Linked DNA regions of Rattus norvegicus: region 1 is linked to region 2. A link is a contact called in public Hi-C data. All regions are on one chromosome and are shown on one strand. The core of a region is the stretch at or near the end of the contact, and the rest is flanking DNA. Distances in the headings are between cores, read along the strand shown.

Region 1 (6,574 bases), core at 2,399-4,898, 150 kb before region 2:
GGGGAAGCAGCCAGTATGTAACATCCCTCCATGGCCTCTGCACCAGCTCCTGCTTCCTGACCTGCTTGAGTTCCAGTCCTGACTTCCTTTAGTGATGAACAACAATGTGGAAAGTGTAAGCTGAATAAACCCTTTCCTCCCCAACTTGCTTCTTGGTCATGATGTTTGTACAGGAATAGAAACGCTGACTAAGACAGAGACACACTAAAAGTCTAATAGAAAAATAGTGGGGAATGGCTTTGAACACAGTAGACAAATTTTTGAACAGAACACTAACAGCTCAGGCACTAAGATCAACAATTAATAAATGGGACCTCATGAAACTGGACAGCTTTTGTAAAGCTAAAGCTACCATCAATAGGACAAAACAGCAGCCTAAAGAATGGGAAAAGATCTTCACCAACCCAACATACAACAGAGGCCCAATATTTAAAATATATAAAGAGCTCGAGAAATTAAGAGACCACCAAACCAACTAACCCAATTAAAAATGGGGTACCAAACTAAACAGAGAATTCTCAACAGAGAATCTCGAATGGACATGAAGCACTTAAACAAATGTTCAATGCCCTTAGTCATCAGAGAAATACAAAAGGACTCTGAGATTCTTTACAACCAGTAAGAACGGCTAAGATCAAAAACTCAAGTGATAGCACCATGCTGGCGAGGACGTGGAGCAAAGAGAACATGCCTTCATCGCTGTTGGGAGTGCAGCCTTGTACCACCACTCCGGAAATCAATTTGGCGGGTTTTCTGAAAATTGGAAATAGTTCCCGGGCATATACCCAAAAGATGCTCCACTATACCACAAGGACCCTTTCTTAAGTATGCTCATAGCAGCTTTATTGGTAAGAGTCAGAAACCGGAAACAACCTACATGTCCCTCAAATGAAGATTTAGTTTAAAAAATGTAGTACATCTACTATTCAGCTATTAAAAGCAAGGACACTATGAAAACTGCGGGCAAATGGATGAAACTAGGAAAATACCACCCTGATTGAGGTAACCCAGACCCAGAAAGACACTTATAACTGGACATTAGCTGTAAAGTACAGGATAACTATGGGACCTCATGAAACTGGACAGCTTTTGTAAAGCTAAAGCTACCATCAATAGGACAAAACAGCAGCCTAAAGAATGGGAAAAGATCTTCACCAACCCAACATACAACTGAGGCCCAATATTTAAAATATATAAAGAGCTACAGAACCAAAGAAACTAAGTAACAAGGAAGGCCCAAGAAAGAATACATGAAGAGGAAACAAAATAGTCTTTGGATGTTGATAAAGAGAGGGAACTGGGTGGGAGAGGGGCTGAAGAAGGGCCATGGGGATGGGGATCAGGTGTGGCAGGAGAGTGCTGGAAGAGGAAATGAAGATCTAGGACATCTCTGGGACTAGCTATAGAACTGGGATGGGGGGAGGCTACAAGGAGTCTATAAAGGTGACCCTAGCTGAGGTTCCTACCAGTGAGGGATATGGAGATTGAAGTGTCCACTTCCTGTAACCAGGCAGGACTTCCAGTGGAGGGAGCCAGATATCAACCTATCCATAAAACCTTCAACCCAATTTTTCCTGCCTACAAAATGTGCAAGGGTGAAGATGCAGCAGAGTCCGAGGGAACAACCAACCAACGACTGCTCCAGGTTAAGACCTACCCCAAATGGGACACAGCTAAACGGATACTAATAATGATACTGCTATGCTTGCAGACAGGAGCCACATGCAGACTGAAATAGATACAGACACCCATAACCAAATATCAGGCACAGCTTGGGGAGTCTTATAGAAGGGTAGAATTGAGCAAGCCAGAAGGGTCAAGGACACCACAAGAAGACCTACAGACCCAACCAACCTGGGACCATGGAGGCCCACAGAGACTGAACCACCAACCAAACAACATGTAGGGGCTGGACCTATGTCCCCTTTATATCTGGAGCAGATGGGCAGCTTGGTTCTGATCTGGGTCCCCTAACAACTGTTGTGGGAGGCTGTCTCTGACTCAGTTGCCTGCCACTAGATTCCTTTCTCCTAACTGGACTGCCTAGCTAGGCTTCAGTGGGAGAGGATGTGCTTAGTTCTGTTGGGACTAGATGCCCCAGGACAGGGCAGCACCCAAAGGGGGCTTCTCTTTCTCTGAGGGGAAAGGAAGGAGGTAATGTGGGGATGTATTTCTAAGAACAGAAGTGGGAGTAGGGGGGAAAGGGGTTGGGATCTTTAATGAAAAAATAATTTTATGGTTGTGAGTCACAACAACATGAGGAACTGTATTAAAGGCTGGCATTAGAAAAGATGAGAGGAACTGCCACAGAGGGTGTTGGCTATTCAAGCTAGGATCTCAGACTCTCCTGTGGTTCCACTCAATCCCACCTAGAGAAAACTGTGTAGGGTAGAAAAGCTCAGTGCTAGGGCTTACGGATCCAGACAGATGAGGACATGGAAGACATGTCTCTCCAGAGACCTTTACGCTGGTCTCTTAGTGTCTCTTGCAGTACTTGTAGGGCTGGAGAGATGGTTCAGCAGTTCAGTGTGCTGTTTTGGAAAACCTGAGTTTGGTTACCAGCACTCACTTCAGTGAATGATGACAGCTTTTAACATTACCTTCAAGGCCTCAGGCATTCTCTTCAGGTCTCTGTCACATGTAGCGTTTATACTGAGAGACACATACATATACAAAACATAAATAATTCTTAAACTAATAATTAGGGTGCTGACGAGATGGCTTAGTGGTTAAAGCCTACTCGTTGCTCTTAAAGAGAAGCCAAGTTTAGTTCCCAGCACATGCGTGGCATCTGAAAAACATCTAAAGCTCCTGTCCCTGGAGATCCAAACCCTGTTCTGCCCTGCACATGCATGTGGTATATACACATACATGCAAGCACATACTCATACACATAAAAATAAACCTTCACAAAAGTTGAAATAGAATCGGGGCTGGAAAGATGGTTCACCTAGTAAAGATACCTATCTCCAAGACTGCTGCCCTGAATTTAAACCCTAGGCCAACACAATGGGAGAACCTATTCACACAAATCGTTCTCTGACTTGCACAGGAACACTGGCACATTTCCCAGCCCGCAATAAATAAATACGTCTTTAAAACAAAGAGAATGCTCTCCCAAAAGAGTGTAAAAGAATAAAAATAAATAAAATTTTACCAAGTGGGACCTAAATCTAAATATAACCTGCACCATTCGGAACTTGTAGAGAAAAAAAAAATCTAGAGACAGAAAATCTAGAGGGTCTTAAGGTTAGCAATGTGCTGCTTTCAGGTGCTACGCCAACACCACTACCAGTGCTAACACACAGAGAAGTGACGTCACCAACATTGAAGCATTCCTTGTGCTGGACAGAGCCTATCAAGTCCCACGGCCCGCGGGGGCGTAGGGGTTGGGGATTGACACTAAATCCGCGGGGAGTGGGGATCCTAGTCCCAGAACTGCAAGCCCCGCCCCAACCCCGTGAGGATCCACCCCATCGGATCCACCCCATCTGGGGACAAGGGTCCCGTGCTCACCATAGCGCGGCTTCCAGGCTCACCCGCACTCTTCTCATAATTTGCCACAGCGGTGCTCTCCCTACAGAGCAGCGTCTCCAAAGCGACTACCTCAGCCTTAGAGCCTAGCAGGGAGCATGGCGGCCAAGAAGTCCCGCCTCCCGCTGGCACTCGATTGGACTGCCTACTTGGAGGCTCTGATTGGCTAGTAATGTTTGAGTGACAGCAACCTTAAACCGCTAAGGGCAGAAGGGACCGGTACAGCCTTTCACTCCCAGCCCTGCCTTCTCCCCTGAGTGTGGACCTGAGTGAGCTCCAGTGAGATCTACATGTACACAGAAAATGTTTCTTCCTCCCAGAGCTTGCACGGCTGTCTTCTGGCACTTATCAGGCACGACTTGCTTCAGAGCACAGGATCGCTCATGTGCACTGCCCACTACACAATTGTGCTTAAATGCAATTTTCCCTGGATCTGAAACAGGTCTTCACCTTTAGCGAAACTCCCGACTGGGAAGGACTGTGGCTTTACCTATAATTTCTCCTTTCCACCAAAGACAATTTCTGTCACTCACAACTCTTTAGCCAATCAGGGCATCGGGACATGCTGTTCCCTCAGAAGCACAGGTAGGAGGCGGGTTTTCCCTCCTGGCGGTGCTCGGTGTTCTGCTTTGCCTCTGCGGGAGAGATATCGGGTGGGCAGGAGTGCAGTGTGCTGTGGGCCCTCTGCGGAGCCATGAGGACAGCGCGGAACCGCGCCATTTTGAACCTTATGTAAGCGAGTAGCAGCCATCCCTTACGGAGTAGGGCATCCGACTGAGTTGGCTCTGGTCATCTTTCCTGGGGCTGGGCCAGGGTGACAATGGGAGAGCATTCTGTAGTCTTTGGAAACCTGAGATTGACTCCTCCTAGCGACCCGCGGCCCAGAAGCTTCTTTTGACGCTGATGCTGTGTGGGCCCAGCGGCAGTGATGATTTTGGCGGTTTTTAATTGCAGATTTTTATAAAAGACCGAGTCTCATTAAGTAACTTTCAGTGGATAGAACTTGGCATGTAGACCAAGCTGGTCTAGAACTCACATAGATCTGCCTGTCTACACCTTCTGACTTGAGTTGAAGGCGTAGGCTTCTCTTACTGGAACAGGTGGCCTTTTGGTGTTGGACCGTAAGACATTCTAATTTCTTTTTGGTTAAGTTTCTGATTATACTGTTTTGTTACTCTGTTCGTTCCCAAGTGTTAGTACACCATTTTGATTATTGTAATGTTGGGACAATTTCAAAGATCTCTGTCTATGTGTGTAAGAACAAACATTCATCAATAATAGTCATTTCCTCCATGATCCACTCAACAGTTACCTAGCAACAGCCAGGTAAGAGCCTGGCTTGATATAAAAGGACTATTTGCTCTCTCTCTCTCTCTCTCTCTCTCTCTCTCTCTCTCTCTCTCTCTCTCTCTCTCTCTCTCTCTTCGCCCAGATGTCCCAGCCAGCCTCTCTCTCTTCTCTTTCTGTTCCTCTCTGTCCCCCTCTTCTCTGCCTGTTACAAAAGGTCCCAAATAAACTCCCTTTTATAGTAAGCCCATCCTATGGCTGATTTCTCAGAGGGAATGCTTTGGTATGGGCATGGGCCTAGGCAGCACTCCCTTTGGCACCACTGGCTCCGTTTTATAAAACACATTTTAATTAATATATGACATCTAGGTGATAATTTCTTCTACTCAGATCTCTGATTACATTGACACCTAAGCTAGCTGCAGCTTGACAGCTAGAGAAGGGGCAACTAGCTTGTTACCCCAAGGTAATCCACCACCATATTAGCTCATTAGTCAGTTCATTAGCTAGTTAAGACTACCAGATCTCTTATCAAAGAGACAAACTGGTTGCCTTGCTCACAGGATTCATGATAAAAGATAGACAAATTTCAGATGTAATCTTTCACAGGTGTAACCTTCTGCTACCCCCTTATCTAAAAACTGTTTGCAATGACTGATCCCCAGTGATCAACCACCTATGTCTCATGGCAAATAATTGTATGGAAAGATGTAACTTTATGAAAGGTCTGAGGATATAAGCTCAAGTTATGAGGATCCAAGAAAATATTTGAGGATAGAAAGTGTCTTGAGGTCGATAATTGCAAGATATAAAGGTTGGAGGACATAAAAAGAAAACTTAGTAATAGGAAAATGATTAAGGTACAAAATGCTTCCGATTTCTTCCCTCCCCCCACTCTCTCCCCCCCACTGCCAGGCCACTGTTATATTAAGACTTCAAAAGTTCAGAATTCTAACATTAATCAATGGAGTTGTGATAAATTACTGTTATTCTGATAAAACATTACAATATATGATCTACTTTCATAGTCATGAGTTCAAGATTTTAGGTTTCTGTTGACTATCTTTTTTAAGTATGACCTTTAAAATGATCCCTGTCTTTGATCAAACCTATTTTCTAGCTGGCATGGTGGCACACAAGTGTCATCCCAGCACTTGGGAGCCTGAGGCAGGAGAATCTCTTGAGACTAGGAGTTGGAGGCCAGCTTAGGCAGTACAGTCAGGTGCTGCCTCTATGTCTAGATGCAGCCACAAGACAAGCATGTAAGCAACTCCAGGTCCAGGGCAGAAGCCACATGGCACACCAGAAACCCAGTGAGGGCAGATGTGACTGGAGAGGCAGGACGAGGAAGGCAATGGTAGCTGCTGGTTAGCAGTAAGAGGCAAAGTCTAGGGAAAATCATAGGTGCTAAGGCCTAAGGACCAAAGGACCCAGCATCAGGCCAGCCTTTCTCATCCTCGAGTGACGACTCAAAGAGGAAGCAGCCCTGAGTCCTGGGTTGCTAGAAGCTACTGGGTTCAGGGGCAGGTCCATAGTGGAGTCCTGCTGAGATCAGAGCATGTAGTAGAACATCTGAAGGGAAGATATGGGCTGAAGGAGAGCAGGCTGCAAGTGCAGAAATTTTACAGTACTTTTGGGAAGCAGAGCGGGAAAATGGGACGAGGGTGAAGGGGAGGAGCAAGCGGTGTCTGTAGCCCTTGGGCAACTTCAGTGCAGGGTTCACAGTGCCCAGGAACCATCCAGGGGCTCAGCG
Region 2 (7,263 bases), core at 2,180-4,679:
GCACTTCCTAGGCAAGCGCTCTACACTGAGCTAAATCCCCAACCCCGCCTCCTTACTCTTTATTATGGTTTGTTTTTATTTATCCTATTTGCATTTCTGTCAACTGGTTACTTGCTCTGACTCTTAATCTATGGTTGACTTTATTAAGTCCTGTTTACGAAATTCAAGAAGAAAGCTATTGGATTAACATGTGTGCTACAGTAGTTATGAAACTGAATAATTAAAACTATGGCATCTCTTAGGAAAAGAAGAGCCCTGGTCCTAGATGTCCTCAGGGAGATTTGATGAGTTTTAATGTCCTTTTCCTTAATGCTGCAAATTATCAGTATTTACAAAGTAACTGATTTTGCAGCACGTTCTGACTGTAAGGACAGAAGAACAATGTTTCCTAGATTGTATCTACAGAAAGTTACTAAAATGCTGTGTCTTAGTGACAAGCAGATCACAACCAACAACTTAAAATCAGAGTTTGCCTGATCCAATTCAGCATGACTGTAGCTGACTAATAAAGAAATTTAAATAATTATTCTTTGCTACTCTCCCTTACTAACTGAATTGTTCATTGGCCAGTAAAAGGAGACTCCTAGCTACTGTTTTAACTGGTTTTAAGGTTTCCTTCAAGGAATATATGTCAGAAAACCCACTCCAAAAAAGGTCTATTCTAGTTCATCTAAATGGCAGTCTACAATAAGGGACAATAAAGAGTTTCCAAGGCTCTCTTGTGCACGTGTGCATGTATGATAATTCATGTTCTCTAGTACAGACTCAGAAAGCATTCACTATCCTGAATAAGGCAATCCTCAGCTGGGTAGGAGGCAGATTAAGCCTAGCTAAGGGACCCAGTCCTTGCCTCTCTGTGCTGAGACTGGATTTGCTGACAGGAGCCATTACATCAAATGCAAGGAGTGTCTTTTTGCCTAGAAAATTCTTAGAACTTGAGACAACAAAACAGCTTCCACTTGGGCAAAAACAGAAAGTAGGACTAGAGCAGCTGTGGAGGATGGGTACAGTGTGCCAGAGAGTGCACTGGGAGCTGAAGGCAGAGGCAGCTTTCTGGATTGTTTTTAAACAGAACAAAGTGAAAACATTCAAGATTGAAAGTTGCATTTAAAGTGTGGTCATTTCCTAGGTTCCAAGTACCAGACTATTATCCTGGGTGTGATTTCTTTGATGTTACAAAGGGGTCATTTTACTTAAGGCAGTTACTCAATGTGACTTTTCTTAACCCTTAAAAAAAGTGGGAGACGCAGACAACTGTTAATGATGTGGAAGTGTTTCCTTTCTCCGCAGGAAAAGTGAACTTCTTATCAGAATATCTGGCTAGCCCTGTAATTTAAATTAAATTCAACTGTGCTAATGTTGAGCTGTAGCACAGTTACAAATAGTTCTTTCAAGTAAATAACACAATCTCAGGGTTCACATCCTGCAACATAGAATTGTCTCTTAAGTATACCCATGCCATCAAACAGTCTGTGACAGGGCCCTAAGTAGAAGGTCCCAGAGGATGAGAAAGATAGGAAGAGTAGAAAGTAGAAAAGATCAAAGCTGGGGTGGGGAGGTCTTGTGCAAGCTATGTCTTATGACAAGTAAGATTCTTAAGAATAGCATCTTGTATACCGCTTACCAAGGGGAAGTGGAAAGAAATGGGAAACTCCTATGAAGTCAGCAGAAATTACCATACAATGGGCCAAACTCAGGGGGACTCTAATAAAATAATACTGTACAAGGGAACACAGGATATTTCATGGCCATCACTTAAAGCCTACCTGCGTCTTGAGTCTGATAACCACAGGCCCACATGGTGAGAAGAGTTGGGTTCTCAGGATCTGAAGTAACTAACCATTCCCCAGAAGCTTTGGCCTCAGATCATTACCGCCTCCCCATGCATCGTCCCTGCTTTAGAAAAGGGGCTCTTCCTATGCGGTTGCAATCCCCTTCAGCTCCTTCAGTCCTTCCCCTAACTCTTCCATTGGGATCTCCAGGCTTGGTCCAATAGAAAGAACAACAATATCAACTAACTGGACCCATCAGTGCTCCCAGGGACTAAACCACCAACCAAACAGTACAGAGGAGGGTCCAAGGCTCCTGCTACACAAACTTAGCAGAGGGCAGCCTTATCTGGCATCAATGGGAGGGGAGGAGCTTGGTCTTATGTAGGCTTGTTGCCCCACAGAAGAGGGTGAAAGAAGGTGAGATGGGAGTGGGAGGGTAAGTGGGGGAGCACTGTCTTAGAGGCAAACGGAAGGGGAATGGAGTGGAAGGGTTGTGGAGGGGAGACAGTAAAGGGGAATAACATTTGAAATGTAAATAGGTAAAACGATGGATAACAATAAAGAAAAAAAGGGAAGGAAAGGGAGCTCTATTTTACTCTCAGTACATCAGGGCCTATTTGGCTCTGCCATGCATGTTCCTGAGTTTTAGAAAGAGCTATGTCATTCCATGAGGGCCTCATGGAAAGCATTGTTTGATCAAGACAGTCCTGGACCCAATAGTCTTGTTGTTTTCAAAAACTTGTCACCCGGTGTTCTCTTGCTCATATGGCTAAATGATGCTTTTTTTCTCAAGAAGAAAACTAGCACTTTATGGTAAACAGACAGGCTTTAATCTTGATTGTGACCCTATAATGCTCCCTTTAGCAGCGGGTTAGAGGATGGTTCTTTGATATGAGGATGGCCCTAGTGGCTAGTAATAAAGCAGGCTAGCCTCCTTTGTTATGTTTTGGAGAAGAATTTCTGGACAATCCTAGTAAACTAATATATGTATCCTAGAACCGTAGTCTCTAAGGGCTCTGGTTAGCTTACTAATTATCTGTGAGTGTTTCAGAGTCCTTCCTCCTTCAGCTAAAGGCTACTTGGTGTCACTATTTCCTAAGCATTGGTAAATCCTTTAACATCAAACATCATCGACTCTACTCTTCTACACATTAATATTGGAGTACTACCCACCGTGAGCTGCCTTCTACAACCTCTACAAAATTAACTCCAAAGAAATCTTACACCTAAATGTTAAAAGATACGAGAGTTAACTTTGAGAAGTAAAGAGAAACCAGGCCTGAGTTTGACATCCTGCTAAGCATCTTTCTACACACAAGTCTTTGTGCCAGAAGCCTTGAGCAGATGCTGCCCTCACAGTGAAGTTATTCAGAGCCCACCGCTGGGTTCAGGAAATGACTAGGACAAAAAGGGAAGTAACAGGTGGCCAGATTTGGCCACAGTTTACCACCCAGACCCAGGGACAATCCCCTGGGTTGCACCTCCCCCTGAACAACTGCCTGCTCCGTCCCTCTGTAGGCAGTGACCCTGCACTCACCATGTTTCGAATTGGGAGCTTGCAAGAACTTGTCTCCTAGAACCCAGCAGCAGCGCTCAGAGAAAAACAGAACTTTCCAAGCAAGCTCAGCTATCCTGCTGAAGCCGCCACAAGGCACCCGGAAGATCCCGCCTCCTCTCCTGACTGGCGGGTCAATCTCTCCGCCCTGATTGGCCATTGAGTCTTGAATTACAACAGCACCTCCCTTACTGTTTGAGATTGCTGTTTGAGACCACAGCAAAGTGGTCCCAGGCCCAGTCTTCCAGTACAGTACCAGACCTTTCCCAGATACACAGAGATTTGCATTTCAGTAGCACTTGTGCCTGTCTTCCAACAGCCTGCCCTTCTGTCTTCCCATCCAGCACTGGAGAGAACTCACGGCCTCAGCTCCGGCTGCTCAGCCGCCTGCTCCTCCCCTTTGTGAACAGTGACCCTGAGATCACTAAGTCCGGAAATCTGGAGCTTGTGTGAACCCCCTTTACTACACTTATTAGGAACTTCCCCTCCTGCCTCCGAAAATGAAGGTGGATATGTAATGTAAATCAAGCTTGTATACATAATTCCCTAATTTAACTTCTAAGCGCCACCTGCTCAGGAACCAGGTAACTTCCAGAGATGCTGGGAATTGTAGTTCTTTGTAAATAACAAGCTCTCGCGGGAAACTAAGGTGGCCAAATTGATTATATGTATAAACCCCTGCAACACTTGGCCGTGGGGCATTCCAGCTGTGAAATTCTGTGGATATTTCTGCCCCAGGTCCGTCTTTTGGTCAGTAGTATTTAATAAACGTTTGCTTTACATTTGGACTGAAATGGTTGTTTCTTTTCCAGTAAAACTCAAGAATAACGTAGGGGGGCGCATGAGGAAATAACTGGCCCAAATTCGCTTTTTCATTCCGGATATTCGAGACCTGGCCTGGACCACCTAATCCAGGTCTCTCCAGGCAATACATTCCCTCTGCAGACTCCCAAGGTGAGCCACAGACTTGGAGAAAACCAATGAGATTCCAGTTGTTCCTGGATTTTGGTTAAGGAATGCCCTGCCTGATGAACAGGAAGAATTTGATGGGGTTTGTACACTCCACATTCAGGCAATTGGAAGACGCTTATCAGATTTTAGTTGTTGTTGTCCGGCTGTTTCTTGTTTTTGTTTTTTGTTTTGTTTTTTGTTTTGTTTTTTTTTGTTTTGTTTTGTTTTGTTTTGTTTTTTAACTAAACCGTAATTGGGAGTGCATCCAGTGCCATCAATTATTTGCCTTGGAGCCCTGGAAACGCCCTCTAGTGACGCTGGAAGGCAGAAAACTTCTTATGACCCAGCCATAGCAACTTAAGCTGTGTTCCCAGGCCTAGGCTGTTAACAAAGCACAGATTTCCAGAGGATACCAGGCAGGGGACTTGGGGGTATACTATTCACAAATAACACTTGGGGCTCAATGGATAGCTTTGTAATGTCCAGAGCCCCACATAGAAGCCAAGTGCTGCTGGGCTGCCCCTGCCCACAACTGCATTGAGCCAGACCCAGGTCCTCTTGGAAATACGGATGAACCTTTGTTTTCTACACTTGTAAGTTTCATTGTTTATGTGTAAGAATGGATGTAGCCGAGCTAGGCTGCTCTGCTGCATCTGCGATCGGGCGGCGGCGGGGCAAGCGAAGCCGGGGCCGGGGACGGCGGTCTGGACAGCGGGCGCCGCAGTCCGGGAGCAGCAGTGAGGTTGGCGGCCGCGGGCCGCAGCGCAAGGCGGGTCAGGCCGGGTGAGGGAGCGGATGGCGCGTCACGGGTGGCATTGTGTGTCCCAGTGTACAAGAATAGCCCCAGAAGAGGAAAGGCTGAGCCCAGAGCTCTTCAGCAGGGAAGATTCCCTCCCCCCCCCCCCCCCTCCGCTTCATACTGCTGAGCACTGAGCGGCGCTCAGAATGGAAGCCATCGCCAAATATGACTTCAAACCTACTGTTGAGGATGAGCTGAGCTTCAAGGGGGGGGGGGGGGGGCATCCTTAAGGTTTTGAATGAAGAATGTGATCAGAACTGGTATAAGGCAGAACTCAATGGGAAAGATGGCTTCATCCCCAAGAATTACATAGAAATGAAACACATCCGTGTTTTTTTGGCAAAATCCTCAGAGCAAAAGCAGAAGAAATGCTTAGCAAACATCAGCACGATGGGGTCTTCCTGATCCGAGAGAGCTAGAGCGCTCTCCCTATCAGTCAAGTTTGGAAATGATGTGCAGCACTTCAAGGTGCTTCGTGAAGGAGCAAGGGAGTACTTCCTGTGGGTGGTGAAGTTTAATTCTTTGAATGAGCTGGTAGATTACCACAGATCAACATCCGTTTCCAGGAACCAGCGGATATTCCTCCGGGACATAGAACAGGTGCCACAGCAGCCAACGTACGTCCAGGCACTCTTTGACTTTGACCCCCAGGAGGTCAATGAGCTGGGCTTTCTCCAAGGAGACTTCATTCATGTCATAGAGAACTCAGATTCGAATTGGTGGAAAGGGGCCTGCCATGGCAGACCCGCATGTTTCCCCGCAATTATGTCACCCCAGTGAACCGGAACATCTAAGAAGCAAAAGAGATTATTTAAAGAAAGTGAAAAGTTGAGACCGTTCACAAGAATTACACCCACACGCTGCCTGTCACAGCTTGTGAGGGAACGCAGAACACTTGACTGAGTCCCACGGGTGACCCTATCACTTAAGTTGCAACTTTTGGGGGTGGGAAGGGGTGTTTGATTTTATAATGCCAAAACGTAACCTATTGAATGAATTACAATTTTTATTACGGAATCTCACCGCTACTTCTGTTCCCCTCCTGTGTCCTTTTTTTCTCGTTCTTTCTTTCCTGTCCAGTGTATGATGTTTAAGGCCACATATAGTCCAGCTGATGCCAATAATAAAAGAAAAGAAACCAAGTGGGCTGGTATTTTCTCTATGCAAATGTCTGTGGAGATGGATGGACTAGAGGAGCAGGATTCTTCACACACAGGGACAGCCATTGTATCTGGGGTCCTTGGTTGGGATTCACTGGAGATGCCCAAGGGAATCTGCCTCTGGCCTGAGGCCTGGAACTTTCCATCAGAGTTGGAATTAGGGCAGGAGCCTGCTGCCCACCCATGGTCTCCTGAGAGCCAGACTGCAGAGCTGCGCTCCCCACTGCTTCCCTTCAGTGTCTCACTTGTTTTTATAGTGCCTTTGTCTTATTTCAAGGGTGTTCATGAGTGGTGTCTTTACCTTTTTTATTTTTGTTTAAATAAGTTAAAGTTAGTCCAGAGCTTTTCAGTTGATTAGTCTCCTATCCTGTGTAAATATTTTCCTCTCAGGGCAGGGGAAAGAGGACAGAGAAAGGAGCTGGTAGAAGCAGAGAGGGTGTATGTCCCATCTTAAATGGGCCAGAGGTCTTGAAGGATCAGCTTTTACATTGTGAGCTTTGACACTTGCTTCAGCTGAGACTCACCGGCCCTCAGGTCCCTGCCCTCCAGGTCCCAGTTGCAGTCTGCCCTTTTTATACCTAGAGCCACTAAGGGTCAAAGCACAAGACAGGTAGGGGGGAGCGGGTGGCATCCTTCCCTCTCATAGGCCTACAAGCAGATGGAAGTTGAAAATACTGGCCGTTAATTTTTCTTGCTCTTACAATTAAGTCCTCATTCTCAGTTGTACATTTCTCCCCACCTGTCCACGAGTGCAAATGGCAGGATTGTGGGGGCTGGTTGCATCTCTGTGCACAACAGTGGTTGTGTTTGCAGCTGCTCTGCTGCCTCATTCCCATGAAGCCTTTTGAGGTAGAAAAGACCAAGAGCAACGCAAAGCTTTTTTTTTTTTTTCTTTCTTTTTTTTTTTTTTTTTTTTTTTTTTCCGGAGCTGGGGACCGAACCCAGGGCCTTGCGCTTGCTAGGCAAGCGCTCTACCACTGAGCCAAATCCCCAACCCCAACGCAAAGCTTTTTAAATCTTGTCTCC

Evidence for each region. Hi-C and Micro-C count contacts between places; a contact is called where the count stands out from the background.
Region 1: a contact with region 2 is called in a Hi-C map of liver, with 2.0 times the contacts expected there. The contact joins the promoter of Zfp788 here to the promoter of Znf431l3 in region 2. A contact is called at or near these places in 4 of 12 Hi-C or Micro-C datasets (Schwann cells, frontal cortex, liver and 1 more) and 1 of 1 datasets of contacts at active chromatin or transcription factors (oligodendrocytes).

The regions. Positions count from the first base shown.
Region 1 is chr1:102,307,522-102,314,095 of GRCr8, reverse strand. Zfp788 (zinc finger protein 788) reads right to left here and starts at 3,648. Exons shown (of 4, transcript NM_001416561.1): 1 at 3,517-3,648.
Region 2 is chr1:102,152,105-102,159,367 of GRCr8, reverse strand. Znf431l3 (zinc finger protein 431 like 3) reads right to left here and starts at 3,429. Exons shown (of 4, transcript NM_001409270.1): 1 at 3,310-3,429. The coding sequence starts at 3,312. It also overlaps the pseudogene Grb2-ps1.